2 separate regions of the Bombyx mori genome follow, and region 2 is linked to region 1. The links are chromatin contacts, called in public Hi-C maps. All regions are on one chromosome and are shown on one strand. The core of a region is the stretch at or near the end of the contact, and the rest is flanking DNA. Distances in the headings are between cores, read along the strand shown.

What was found. Hi-C and Micro-C count contacts between places; a contact is called where the count stands out from the background.
Region 2: a contact with region 1 is called in a Hi-C map of posterior silk gland, with 1.6 times the contacts expected there. The contact joins the enhancer-like site here to the promoter of LOC101744404 in region 1. A contact is called at or near these places in 3 of 7 Hi-C or Micro-C datasets (middle silk gland, posterior silk gland and whole pupa).

Annotation. Positions count from the first base shown.
Region 1 is chr25:547,499-554,688 of ASM3026992v2, forward strand. LOC101744404 (RNA-binding protein Pasilla) reads left to right here and starts at 3,129. Exons shown (of 10, transcript XM_012690002.4): 1 at 3,129-3,498; 2 at 3,874-3,936. The coding sequence starts at 3,381.
Region 2 is chr25:584,927-592,116 of ASM3026992v2, forward strand. LOC101744404 (RNA-binding protein Pasilla) reads left to right here. Exons shown (of 10, transcript XM_012690002.4): 3 at 1,286-1,429. Among protein-coding and RNA genes, the nearest start is that of LOC101744404, 38 kb to the left of the region's middle. Within about 2 kb of position 3,410, at least 4 of the 8 cell types and tissues checked have open chromatin away from gene starts, as enhancers often do.

The sequences.
Region 1 (7,190 bases), core at 1,879-4,378:
TTACACATAAATAAGAATAAGCAATTTACATATAAAAGATACTTAAAATACCTATGAAACATATACAATTTAAGTAGATACCAATTTCAGAAATCTACCTTATCACATATTAAATTGGTTAATTTGGATAATATTATAATACCTTTATTTCCCGAACATTTTATATTGTTGACTAAATATTTAAAGTAGATTAAGGAATACATTATAAAAAATATATATATATCTATACTAATTTATAAATCTACAGTGGTTTTTACGGGTCTTTTTATTTATTTTTTATTGCTTAGACGTGTGGTCGAGCTCACAGCCCACCTGGTGTTAAGTGGTTACTGGAGCCCATAGACATCTACTAAGTAAATGCGCCACACACCTTGAGATATAAATTCTAAGGTCTCAGTATAGTCACAACGGCTGCCCACCCTTCAAACCGAAACGCATTACTGCTTCACGGCAGAAATAAGCGGGGCGGTGGTACCTACCCGTGCGGACTCACAAGAGATCCTACCATCAGTAATTACGCAAATTATAATTTTGCGGGTTTGATTATTATTTCACCCTGGAAGTAAATCGTACCCGCCTGCGGGATTCGAACACCGGTGCATCGCTCGATACGAATGCACCGGACGTCTTATCCTTTAGGCCACGACGACTTCAAAATTCCGTTCCGTTATAACTACTGAACCGTGCATCCAATTGACTTGAAACTTGGTATCCATGTAGAAAATACATGTACTTAATGGATAGACTAATATTTGTATGAGTGTTGGACTCCCTACAGCAGTTGCGGGGGCATTACTGATGAGAATCTTTGTGGGGGTCAGAAACAATAATGTTAATTTTAAATGCTCGGCGAAGCGGAGGGGTACAGCTAGTATTATATAAAAATACAATAAAAAAGTAAAATCTACACTTATACAAAAAAAAATTCTCTCGTCTTGATGTCCCTTTTGGCAAAGGCCTCATCCAACTCTTTCCAGTGCTTTCTGTGTGCTGCTGCTCTTATCCGAATAGGTCCAGAGGTAATTTTCAGTTCATCCTCCCATCCTCTTGCTTTGCGACCTCGGCTCCTCGAACTATCCGTTGGGTACCATACTGCCACCTAATTGTACCATTTCTCCTTTTTGCAGCGGAACATATGTCCTGTCATCCTGTCGATTTGTCAATTTGTGGCCCAACATTTTTTCCACTCAGTTCTAATTCTTTTGTCTATTTCTTTGGACATTTGTTCATTGGGTGATATTATCTGGTCATTTTTTTTCTACCTAAGCTGGCAGCCTTGATAGGCCACGCCAGCGTAACCGAGCGAGCAGGTGAGCTCAAGAGGTTCTAACCTGACGACGTTGCTAACACTAGCTCCAGCAAAAGCAGTCGGAAAATCTTCCACCGGACCGGAAACGCGACCCACTGAGAAGATCCGGCAAGAAACTCAGTGGGGTGTGCTATGGGTTAATTTGCTCGTCGAGCCCTTCGTCGCAAGCGACGGGTTTGGCGATGACGGTGACCGGAGGTGCAGTTGCCGCTGCACTGTAGAATTCAAACTTTCAACTCATCGTCCAAGACGGGTAGCGGTATTTATATTACGTTGGTGACAGCAATGGACTCCGGTTTCCACTTAACATCTGGTGTCCGCCCAACACACGCTCATCTACGCGCTTAAACAATAAAAAAAAATCATACTGATCTAATAAAATTAATATAAGTAAGATTAGGGTAAAATTTTAAATTCTAATAGGTTTGTATATTTAGTTTGAAATTTTATCAAAAGATCGCGCTGTACGCAATTTTAAATTCCTAAATGGAAACTAATGAATTAAGAAGAGAGGAACAAGAATATTTCCAATAACAATCAGTTTTAACAGAGAAACCGTCTAAATTATTTAATTATTCTCATTGTCATTATTTCTCATATATATTTTTTAAATAGCTCGAGAAATCACCGAAACATGATGAGCTAAATTTTACCGGGCACAATGACCTATATCGATGAAAATGAGAACAGTAGCTATTGCTCTTTTTAAAGTGCGTGTGAAAGAGAGAACAAGATGTATAAGTCCTTGACCTAGATTTCCCATACAAAATGAGCTCCACGATCCAGGGCCGTACATTGGCGCCATTTTCAAAACCAGGAAGCAAGGGAACCAGAATGAAAAAATACGGCAAGTCAATTCTGAGGTCGACCATTTCTTTTATGCCTTATAAAGATCTACAATAGGAAATCATAATAAAGTGAATTTTAAGTGTATATTCTTCTGAAATGTTTCCATTCAGATACCTCTACAGGAAATCATAATTTTAAGACAATGACGGTATAAAATTTAAAGCTGGCGCTTAACGGCTTCTTTATGAAGCTAGTCACAGTTAGGCGTGGAACGACCTTGGCGCATAACGCTAATAGGGATGGCCAGCGATTCGATTTAAATGAAAAAAAAGAAGCAAATTAATGGAATTCTTGTAAAAAGCAAAGAATATGCTTAAATCCTCCAATTAAATAAACTTCAGTTCGTCTGGAAAGAAATTTTTCACGCATATAGCATTCTTAATTTAGTATCATTCATTTTCGTATAATTTTTCTCACTTCGTTACTCTTCAGTTCAACTTCAATGCTTACCATATTTGTTTCCCTTTGTACCCACCTCACACTGCGATTCTGAAACTTATTGGCTCCTTCCATAAAGCTGCTCGTGCTATACGATTTCTAGTAAGGTCTGAATGGTTCTATGCTATGAATCTGATCCCCACTAAATCACATTTTGTTATTGTTGGAGCTATTTGATAGTGCCACTATTGGCCTAGAGATGACTCTTACCGTCATTGGGTAGTGTTTTAATACTAGCTTTAGTCTACAAAATTAGGAATTAACTATAAATTCTAAATCTCTCAGGATTTACAAAATCTGCTATTGAATTTCACATGTAGCGATTCAGTTGTTAATTGTTATAGCTACCGTACAACTTCAAAATTATTGTTTTTTTTAAACGTACAATATTAAATATATTTACATTCCGCCACATATTTTCAAATATTGCAAATTTTACACATCACTAAAGTAATCAGCTGGTATCTATCAAAATACAGACATACCAACCTAACCAACCAAGATTCGGCGCTATGTTCACGTTGACTATGCGCCACAAACAGCCGCAGTATCGACAAACGTTCACAAAACGTTTAGACGTAACAACCATAGTGTCGTTTCTCTCCTTATTTTAGTAATTAGTCCTTTATATATTTAAATCTCCTTCATTTTATTAGTTCATGTGTTAAGTGTTCAGTATATCGTTATAATAATGCTAAGTGCCGCATCGAAAAACGTCTTTTGAAGCAATTACGTAATGGGAATTATGCTAGACAAGTTTAAAGTTTTGCTCTGAAATTTCAACATGGCCGCTGATACAGGGATGGACACTTGCCCTAGTCCAGAGATTACGGACTCCAGGAAGCGACCCCTGGATGGAGACTCAGAAAATGGAGATGTCAAGAGATCACACTTCAGCTCGGGTGAGTGGCGCACCGCATTCTACATACACATACTACCAACGTATAAATTTATTTCATTGCGTACTTGGCAAGGCAATAACATTGACATAGTCTCGTGGTCGACCCGCCTATGCAGCTGGAGGGGGCGGAGATTCTTATCAGCGCGCACATTGTTATCAACGTGACCTATATCGTACGATACGAGGGTCATTTTAAGTGAACTAGTTCAATAATTGAACGTTTTAAAGTTTATAGCAGTGAAGACTTAGATAAGTTTGGTAGTATACTAAGTTCTTATCGTTCCGATAAGCGTCGAGGGCGGCGGCGACGTTCGGTGGCTCGCTTCTCGCGCAATTGTTGTATATGCAATGTTAAAACGTCGTGGTTGTTTTTTAGTGCAAGACTTGGTGACCGCGTTGCCTCTGGCCAACGGCCATGGCTCTATTACGTCTCATTTCGGTGAGTCGATCGTAAACGCATTTGAATCCATCGGCTTTGTGGTTGAAAGGCGCGCATGCACCACGCGCGCACTTGCTCCTCCTCACTCGCGCTGCTGATCACGACTCCAGGAATGAAAAACCTTATCACTAAATAGGCTTATCACCTGTTTTTCATCCAATTAGTAACGAAACTGCTTCCAATTAGATTCTGATTGGATGCCTGTTATCTGTTCTAGTTTGATGAATATTTTGATTAGGGTTGTCAACAATGGTTATGTAACAATGCATATATATAATAATTTGATAATCAATATTTTTTATTTTCTTTATTTTCTCTACTAGCTTAGTAAAATTATTTATTATGAGCGATAGAAAAATAGATTTATATATTACTTTTTAGAAAAAAAAATTGCTAAAAATAATAATAATCAAGAAAAAAGTGACATGAGCAGAGTGAGGGAGCAGTGTAGGTGTCAGCATCGTAATCGTACATTGAGCACTGTAATACAATGCCTAGATGTTGTGAGCCATCTCGTACTTAGCCTCATATCGACTTCACCATTGGCTTAGTCGTTCCATTGTCGGTGTGACATTTGCATCTGTACAGACCATATTATTATCTTATCTTTGGTATATAAAAAAAACTTTTCGGAAGAAAATCTATCAGCTTTTAAACGCTTTTAATTTTATTTCAGGAAGGAACTAACAAAAATTTGTTTAACATATTTACTTTGCGTAATTTCATTATACATAATAAATTTCACTTAATAATTTATAGTTTGGCACTGTTCACCATCATGTTAATGTATAAGAAATGTGTTAGATTTTTCTTTCTAAATAAAGTGCTGTTCCTAATATGTGGACTTATAAATAACAAGAAAGAATAATGGGAGAAAACATTTAAATATTTAAAATTATCATTTTCCGAAATATGGATGTTTTAATTTTCCAAGGCTAACTATGAGTATTTGTTTAGAAAAATCTAAATGATATAAATATTTTTCAAATTGCATTTTATTAGGAAAATGTTTCCTATTGTCAATCAATCTGATAAGATTTTAAATTTTATTATAGTACACTATTTCTATCAGCACAGATATTCTTTAAATTGATTGTTGATAATGTAATTACTTTTTATGATTGTTTCAATGATGTAGATGGAAAAAGGATTTGATGGCCTATTAGGAATTCAGGTGCTGGTGCCCTTGGACACTTGGTGCCCTTTGCCAATACCACTACCAACCTTGAGACATGAGGTCGAAGTTTGAATTATATTGTAATTGGAACTGAAGCCAATTATTGCTCGGAGCAGAAAAAAATAGAATGATGGTTGAAAGTAAGCTCTACCACAACACCCACCCTTCTATTCTAGTCATGACACAGACTCGGCACTAGGCGAAAACATGGGACGTTTTATCCATCATACATTGAGTGCCCTTGAGTCGCATGTCTTTCGAGGACAGCATTTACTCCGCGACTTTGTCTCAAGGTGAGCGTTGGCATTTACGGCGTGGAATGAAGTCTGAACAACAGATACTGTTTAATAAAAATACAACCTATGACTTTATTCAAAAATATTATTAAATACATTCTTCAATACCGTGTCCACGGAATATTTCCATCAGAGTCAGGCCTCCACGTCTCGTTCGTAAAGGCTAGTTCAGGATCTTGGCAATTGATAAATGACTCTTAACCGGTCACCTCCTGCGGCCACGTCTTTTAAACAAACCGAAAGGAAATAATTTTGTGTCCGTTGAATTTATTTTCAACGGCGTTTGGCTATTACCCAACTTCAAAAAAGATACTGCTTATTTGCTAATCAACAATGGCACTTAGAGCAATTAATAAAAAACCTTGTAAATAAAGTCCAACGTTTCTTTAAATGATTGTACTCCGTGCATTTATTAACAACTAGCTGACCCGGCAGACTTCGTAGTGCCTGAATCGATAAATAAAAGACCTAAACTTTTGTATAAAATAAACTTAAAAGAAACAAAAAGAATCCGTCCAACGGGGGGGACATCAAAGGAAAGACAATTTTCATATTTATCTACCTTTTAAACCTTCTCTGGACTTCCACAAACAATTCAAGAACAAAATTAGCCAAATCGGTCCAGCCGTTCTTGAGTTTTAGCAAGACGAACGAACAGCAATTCATTTTTATTTAAATAGATTTGTCCGATTGAGTTGAAACTACAGTTATAGTTGGCAATATAAGAAAGGTTCTTTTCACAGTACCATCAAACGCAGAATACCTAGGTGGCGTGCGAGTATTTTTACGCAATGTTATTTTCATATGTGATCATAGACGGAATTCACAAGTATGAAATAAAATATGCCAAAACAACATATTTGTATGAGCCAACAACAGGAAAATAAATAAATCTGCATTTTCGTTAATGTAGATTATTTTATCCGGTGACTTACTCTGTTGGCTGCCGGAGAGTTTTATAAAAATATCAAAGATACACTTCACATTATGAGCACAAGGGATATCCGCATTTGGAAGTTCTCTTTCTAAATATTTCTGGGTAGTGTTCTGGTGTTGCCCTGCACCTCGACTGTACTGTCTGAACTATTATAGAATTTTAGATGAACTAAGTATTTAATGTAATCTTATCATATACCTGTTTGAATATCTGTATTAGATTTACGGTTTTATAAATACCAATAGATGTAAATAGGGACGGCAACTTGGGGCTTTCTACCTCAAGTTAGAACGAGAATTCACATAAGACTTTTTTGGTAGGTCACTTTTTGCGAATATTTTTTTGTGGAACATTTGGCATCACTGTCTCGATATATATATATATAGAGAGAGAGAGAGAAAGTGAGATTGAGAGAGAGAGAGAGAGAGAGAGAGATAGATAGATAGATAGATTGATTGAAAAAGAGGGAGAGAGAGAAAGATGTACATAACTTAAAAAATTTGAATTGCATATTGTCCGCTCTCCCGGTTCTAGAACATTTTCTATAGAGTTCGCATTATAAACTATTTGTCTTCTTCAAAATAGATTGATAAAATTCAACGAAAAGACCATTCCTCTACTCATAAATCGTGTACACTGTAAACACATCGCTACTCCATTAATGTCGAGAAGGTCAATGGCGGCTCGACTTAACGACCGGCTACCGGCATACCGAAATAAAACTAATCTTCAAGTGAATAGTGCACATTATTAATTGGGGATTTGTAGTCAAGGTAACTCGAAGTCGAAACATGTTAACTTGTAACTTTTTAAGGTTACCAGTTACACTGGTCTTTGTCTGTTG
Region 2 (7,190 bases), core at 2,160-4,659, 38 kb after region 1:
AAATAAACTTAAAACAAACAAAAGGAATCCGTCCGACGGGGGACACATCGCAGGAAAAACAAAATTGTTATTTTTATTTTGTTCCGAGTATTTTCATATTTATCTAGCTTTTAAACCTTCTCTGGACTTCCACAAATAATTCAAGCCCCAAATTAGCCAAATCGGTCGAGCCGTTCTCGAGTTTTAGCGAGACTAACGAACAGCAATTCATTTTTATATATAGAGATATGTGTAGTTGTAGTAGCACACGATCGGTTTTGTCAATGAAATCGCAATTCTCCGGAGCCCGGAACATGATTTTCCAGGGACGAAGTTAAGAAGAGAGTATGTTGCCGATATTTTTGAACCGCTACGTATAATTTCAATCAAATGCAAACTTGTTTGTGATAGCAAACAAGAAACCCTTTGAAAACATATAATATTTCCTAACCAATCGAATATGTTTACGGTCTTCCCGAGGGTCAGGAAAAAGATTTGATTGCTATTATTATTACTGTGGTGGTTTCATTTATATTTTATTTGGTCGACGATTCACATAAATGAAATATTAACGAATTCTACATATTTACCGGCAGAATTTTTAATGCAGTTAGTTAAATAATGATTTGCCAATCAACCTGCAAGCTATTATGAGTTCTGATGTAAACATAATTTTTAATGCAGTTAAACAATGATTGGCCAATCTTCCTGTAAGCTATTATGAGTTCTGATAATTCCTTGATAATTCGGAGTGACCGTTAAATTTATTAATTAATTAAAATAAAATATCATGTTCATGGAGATATTGGAAGAGAAATCTAAGTTATTATTTACATTTTTACATATTTATACAAGTTATATATTTGCCTCTAATGATTAAAATCTATAGATGCAAATGTATATTCTTAAAGGTTCTTATCATAACCAAAACTCGGTAAACACAATTGTTAATTACGTTGCTACTGAGTCGTATTGTGCACAATGATCATGAAATATAATTTAAATCGCTTTTGAAGTAACATATTCATTATATTCATACCCATATAATTCACAGTGACTCTCAAAACCTGATTAGTATTTATTTCAGGCCAATTGAACTTACTTAATTAAAAAGAAAAATCGAGCACAACGGGTCTATTTTTCAGTTTATTATTCTGAAATTATCATTTCACTCGATGCTAAGTCATTGTTCACAATAAAAGAGTATTTACTTTACACAATACGGTTCTCTTTTCACAACCTGATCTATTGTAATGTTTTTTGGAAAGTTTTCAATGTACTGATTTAAATTTATGGTCGACAGCAGTGGAGCCGACATACCACTTCAAGGTACTGGTGCCTTCGATGGTGGCTGGCGCGATCATCGGCAAGGGCGGGGAGACCATCGCTCAGCTGCAGAAGGACACAGGGGCCAGGGTCAAGATGTCCAAGTCGCACGACTTCTATCCTGGTAAGTTTATAATCTTAAATTGTTTTGGCTTCTTGAATGTTTTCAAGGAGTTCTTTGTTTTGTGCCCGGTCTATTGTGAATATAACAAGATACTTCGAATTAGAGTTCCCAACTTTCACACCGAAACTATTAATAGGGGGGTAGTATCTATAAAGTAACCGTTTTATAATATTGGCTATTTGGAAACTAATTTATGTATTCCTATTGATTCGTCATTTTCGCTACATTTGTATCAATTTTCATCATTAGGGACACGAAAAATTATGGAATACGAGTTCCATTCCGGTAATAATGTCACACAAACAGCTCACAACATTAATGACGTGTAATACAGTACAAACGAACGCAGGATTCAATACTTGAGAGGCAGAATAAAAATCTTTTGAAAGGCTCTGTGGCGGTGGCGACTTGTTTTTTCTTCAAGAAAGGCATCGAAAAATTACCACTGCGCTGGCAGAGATCTTTCCATGCCGTGGGTGCATATTTTCTTGGATAGAAATAACAAAAAAATGACTAACATCTTGTTAGAGTAAACGGAAACTTCATAGACAAAAACCCAATAATGATATGCTTGGTTAAAGTTTTTCATGGTAGGCTTGGCTCTACTCCTGGCTTTGCTACGTCCATGAGCCACGGCAACCACTCAATATCAAGTGGCCCGTATGCTCGTCTGCCTACTAGAGCAATAAATTTTTTTTTAGTAATAATGCTTTTTAGATCATTTCATATTAAAGAACATTGAATACAACTGGAATTATAGCTGTGTTGTGTGCTCCTAAAAGTTTATCATCATATACATAGTATGTATATTTGAAACCATTCCACTTTAATAAACTCTGAGTTTCTCGAAGAAAATGTAATATTTTTCAAAAAAACATTCAATCGTCTTTTACTGTTTGTTTTTCATTTGAAATTCTGAAGAAGAAAAACATTCTATAGTACACGAATCTTTGTTCAGCATCGCTCCGGGGAGTTCTGGAACTTGTTGCATTATTAATACAATTTCTAGATTTGATATTTTGTTTACATTTTGCTAACCACAACCTTCTTCGGTTCACTAAAACAAGTATTCGTATTTTATTTTGTGATTGTTTTGTTGAAAATAAGAAATAGTGATATAAAGTATAAGATGCGCCCGATATACTCGTGTCGAGCGATGCTGTTATGGCGGTTTTCGAATTCGTGATACAGGTACTGTTTTTTAAAAGGAAAATAGCAGCAGTACTTAGTAGAAGTAGTATTTAACTCATGTTCACGAGAAATTTTTACAATGAAGGATTAACATGATAAAACAAAAATCAGACCAACAAAATTTATAAATTTGCTGGCGTTAGGGCTTAATTTGATCCCGCACGGGTTCTACAGCATTTTGTATGGACAGACGGGACATTTTAGAACCAATGATCTTAAGAAAGTTTTTTCCATTTAACGTATGAAATTCTAAAAAGAACTGGTTATTGAAAATTTCAAAGCGCGACCTAGCTTTCCATTCAAGTTGGAATGAATAAAAGTACCAGAGGGGTGATTAAGGGGATATGCCTTTTGTGACGGTGGCATTCAAAAGTCGTTTGCCTTATCTCAAAGACCCGTTGTTCCAGTTTCTGATAGCAGGCTTAAATTTAGAGCTTTCCGTCCGATCCAAGACACGGATCGTACTATTTCAACGTGGAAATTGGGTTACGTGTTGAGAAGTTAATCCGCTTATCTTGATTTTGTTAGTTAGACTAGTGGAAATAGAGAAAGACGGCAAATATTGATATTTTTATTGAGGAAGATGATTTATTGGATCAGATTACTTAATATTTAATGTAATCCTTTCACACCAAAAATATCACCGAATTTCAAACCCCTTTACCAGTTCCCTAAACAGACAGCTCTCCGCTGAAGTTAATTTCCTGTTCAGTATAAATATTTGCATATAACCAGATTCCGAGAGTACGGGTCAACGTTATAATATATTTGCATTGTTGTTTTTGGCTCTTATCTTGTGTGTAGAGAGCAGCGGATGTAGACCCTGTTTCATTTTCGTGTTGTGTGTGAGTATATTGTGTGTGTGTGTTTCGGTTAAAAATAATTGAATGTTTTATTTTTAGTGCTTCTTTATTGGATTTGGTGTAAAATTAGATGTTGACTTTTGTGGGTCGCTTATGAAAGTTTTTCATTAGCAAAGATGAGGATACTTGAAAAGCAGTGTTAGGAGTATTGGCAATTCTATAGTTTACGTTTAATATTTTGCATTGTATTCGTTAGTCGCAGATAAGATTTATGGTACTTTTACCGCTTGATTTTGATTTTTATTTTATAATCACGTCAGATCTCTATGAGCGCACTGTAAATTGTCTAATGCTAAACTTATTATAAATTAAATATGTACGTAATCGTACGTAAAATATACAATTAATGTAATACCCCAATTATTAAATTGTTGACGGTCTTATATAAGCTATAAAAAAGAAGTTTATTAAGATAGCTTGAATCTACATCTTTTCTTAGATATCTTCTTCTAATTAAGTTCTGTTAGTGGTTGTGGTTGCAATGATGATGCACATATAGGGATCCTGGTTGATTTAGATATGGAGCGTCTAAATATATAAATACATAAAATGTATCAAAGGTAGAGAAATCTTGAATTGCGTTCACGAGAACTCATAGCTGTTATCAATTTGTTAGCATTTCTGACGGCATGGGCGGATGTTTATAATGATGATTAACCTGCTCGCCATTCGGAAATTTATTTTACGATCAATATTTTGGCTAGACTAAAACCTAACATTCAAACCTGGGCGCTCCTACCCATTTAGCATGAGAGTCTATTGCTTACGTCAGTCACTGTTTCGCACAATTCTGCGGCAGTCCAGGCGAGGCGTGTCAAGGTCCCCCGAAGCTGGGGTCTTCGATTTGCACAACTGTTTTGTATAGATTGTAACGAGCCACTGTAAACATGCGTTGCGTTGAAACTGTACAAACATAGGTTTATTAAATGTAAATTTCGACTGCCTTGTGTGAGGTGCTTCTGAATTAGGCAAGTATTTCTATAAAGTTATACCCTAATGTGCTCAAGTAACGTATACAAAAACAAAGGTCTCAGTTTGCATTGAGGTGTACCAATGCTCTTTGCTAATAATTATGGCTTCAACGCAAGGGGTATAGACATCAGCATACCAGGAACAAAGGCAACTCCGTCAGCCGGATGGTCTTTGAGTAGAGCTGCGCATCCGGTTATAGTATTGTCCGCGGAAACTCCTCTACCTTGCTGGGGTTCTGTCTGAATCGGGCGTCGGGCGAGAATGCAGGGGGGTCGCTTAAGTGGGTGGACCTTTACCATCTTCGACCAACGAATCCCATGTCACGCCCCCTCCCCATTGTAAGTATTGGCAAATATATTTTTCGGGGTTGAGGATTGGATCATGCAGGCCCAGCTAATGGAAGTAAAGCACTCATGTCACTTACATGTACCATACTCTTATATACGTACATTCCGTGTCCAACAGCATTTATTAATATAGATATATTACAGCGAATCTACATTTTCGACCCTCGTTGATTATACAGCCTTGATACACTACGTTCCGAAGCAATTAACAGTTTCATTACTACTTCACCAATCATTGTTGAAACGTGACCTGAATATGGTAAAAAAATGTAATGAACCGTGAGCATTTCGTTCTATTACTTTCAGCGAAACACGTGGGATTCTGGCCTCTTGCAACTGGTCAAGTACCCTCACTATTCACTCGTTTCTGTAGAACAACTTTTTTGTTTAGTATGTTCTAGGCTTATAGGCTTCAACTTCACGTTATGGTCAGCACCATTCCCGTTGCAATGTCTTGTAGGATTGGGTAATTCCGTATGATTATGGATTACTTAGTGTGATTTAGTTTGGTCGTCGACAAAAACGAAAATGTACGATGAAATTTCGAAATTCCTTTATTTTCGATATATCCTAGTTCGGTCCCTAAAGCGAGTGTGACCTTTTCAGTCAAAAAGCGATTAATCTTGTTCAGCCTGACAGCTTTACGCTAACTCCACCATTACCTAAATCTATTCGTAAAGCCATTGAAAACACGACCTTTATTAAATGTTCTCGGCTTAGTAGTGCCAAGCGCGTCCTGCCTATTAAATCTGAGAAATCCTGTTTTTTGCTTAAAAGCAGGGCAAGGAAGACGACCGTCTTTTTCATTGCTGTGAATGGGGTAAAGAAACATATTGTGGACCCGTACAAGTAAAGGTACTACCAAATTGCCATTCCATCTTATTGGAATGCCGTTATATGGTCGGTTTGAACGCTATTGAGTTACATTAATTTATTTATTGCCCTTGTAGGGAGACGAGCGCACCTGATGGTAAGTGGTTACCGTCGCCCATGGACTTCAGCAATGCCAGGAGCAGAGCCAAGCCGCTGCCTAAGTTAATGGAATTCCATTGTTATGTAATATTTTTCAACCACTCACGATGGAATGGACCCACCGCTGATGGAACCTAGCGGACAGGAGTAGAAAAATGCCCTCTGCCAAATTTAAATTCGCGCTGAAAGCCGAAATAATTTATTCAATGAATTTCCACCAAATTGAGTTTTTTCGTTGCGAAAATTTAACCCTATAAATAGCACAGTCTGTAATTAGTGATGTTCATTAGACCACAGAGCACGGATGACAGATACGTCATTCCGCGGGCTTCCTGCCCTAATTGCGGCGGCCGCGTAGCCTAGTTCAGAATCTGAGGGGAAATAAACAGGAATACTTTGTACTTTCCGATTTATATTTAATGCTCTGTTTCGTCTATTAAGGTCTTCATTATTCTTTGCGCTTGGAGTTTTTTTTTCCACTTTGTGTCATTCTCCGTTGTGAAAGAGATTTTTTTTTCGTATAATTGAAGTACTTTAACCTAAAATGCTTTAACAATTTAATTAAGAATTTTCTTTAGAGAAAATCCAAGACTTAATTAATATAAAGAATGTGGGCTTGAGTGACAATAGGTAACACAAAAAGAGGTTTATTAATTAATTAAAATGGATTCCTCTAGTAAAATAATGATTGAGAATAGAACAAACTGTTGCTTTGAGAAGAGACTTAGAGGGAACAATAACTTTATAGATCAGTTCAGAATCGTTAAGTTACAAACCTATTAGATCGGTCTTGGGGGTAATAGGAAATATAGTTAAATAACGTCTATCAAAAACTATTTTAACTATTTTGCAATATCAAATCTTAATTTAAAAGAGATTGTTCGATCGCTTTTTTTGTGATATATAAGCAAATTATATTTTAAATCACTAATTATATAATTACATCATAATTATTAAAACAGCAATCACAATGCACCATTTCATATATGACTACGTGCTGTGTACTAGTGTGTATTAGTGTGTAATGGGTAGCTCTAAATTGGCCCCAAATGACGTCACACGTAATGCAGAGTAGCTTTTAATAGAATTTTGAAATTTTGCACGAAAATAAAAAATATAAAAGCTCTCCAGTTTTGGCTCTCCTATTTTGAATTATAAATAGTGCACATAATGCAACAGCCATTATGAATCTGAAGTATGAGAGAAACACCGAAATTTTCCCTCTACGCACACTTTTCCGCGTCCGTCTTTAAATTATCAATTGCAACGTATTTTACAACTAATTTCAATATCGCCTTCTCAAAAACGTTTTATCTTTTTAGTAATATTGGATACAATAATATGCTTATCTACACGTCGTCAAACACACTTACCTACCTAATATAGTGTTACTGCAAAAGAAATTAAAAATGAATC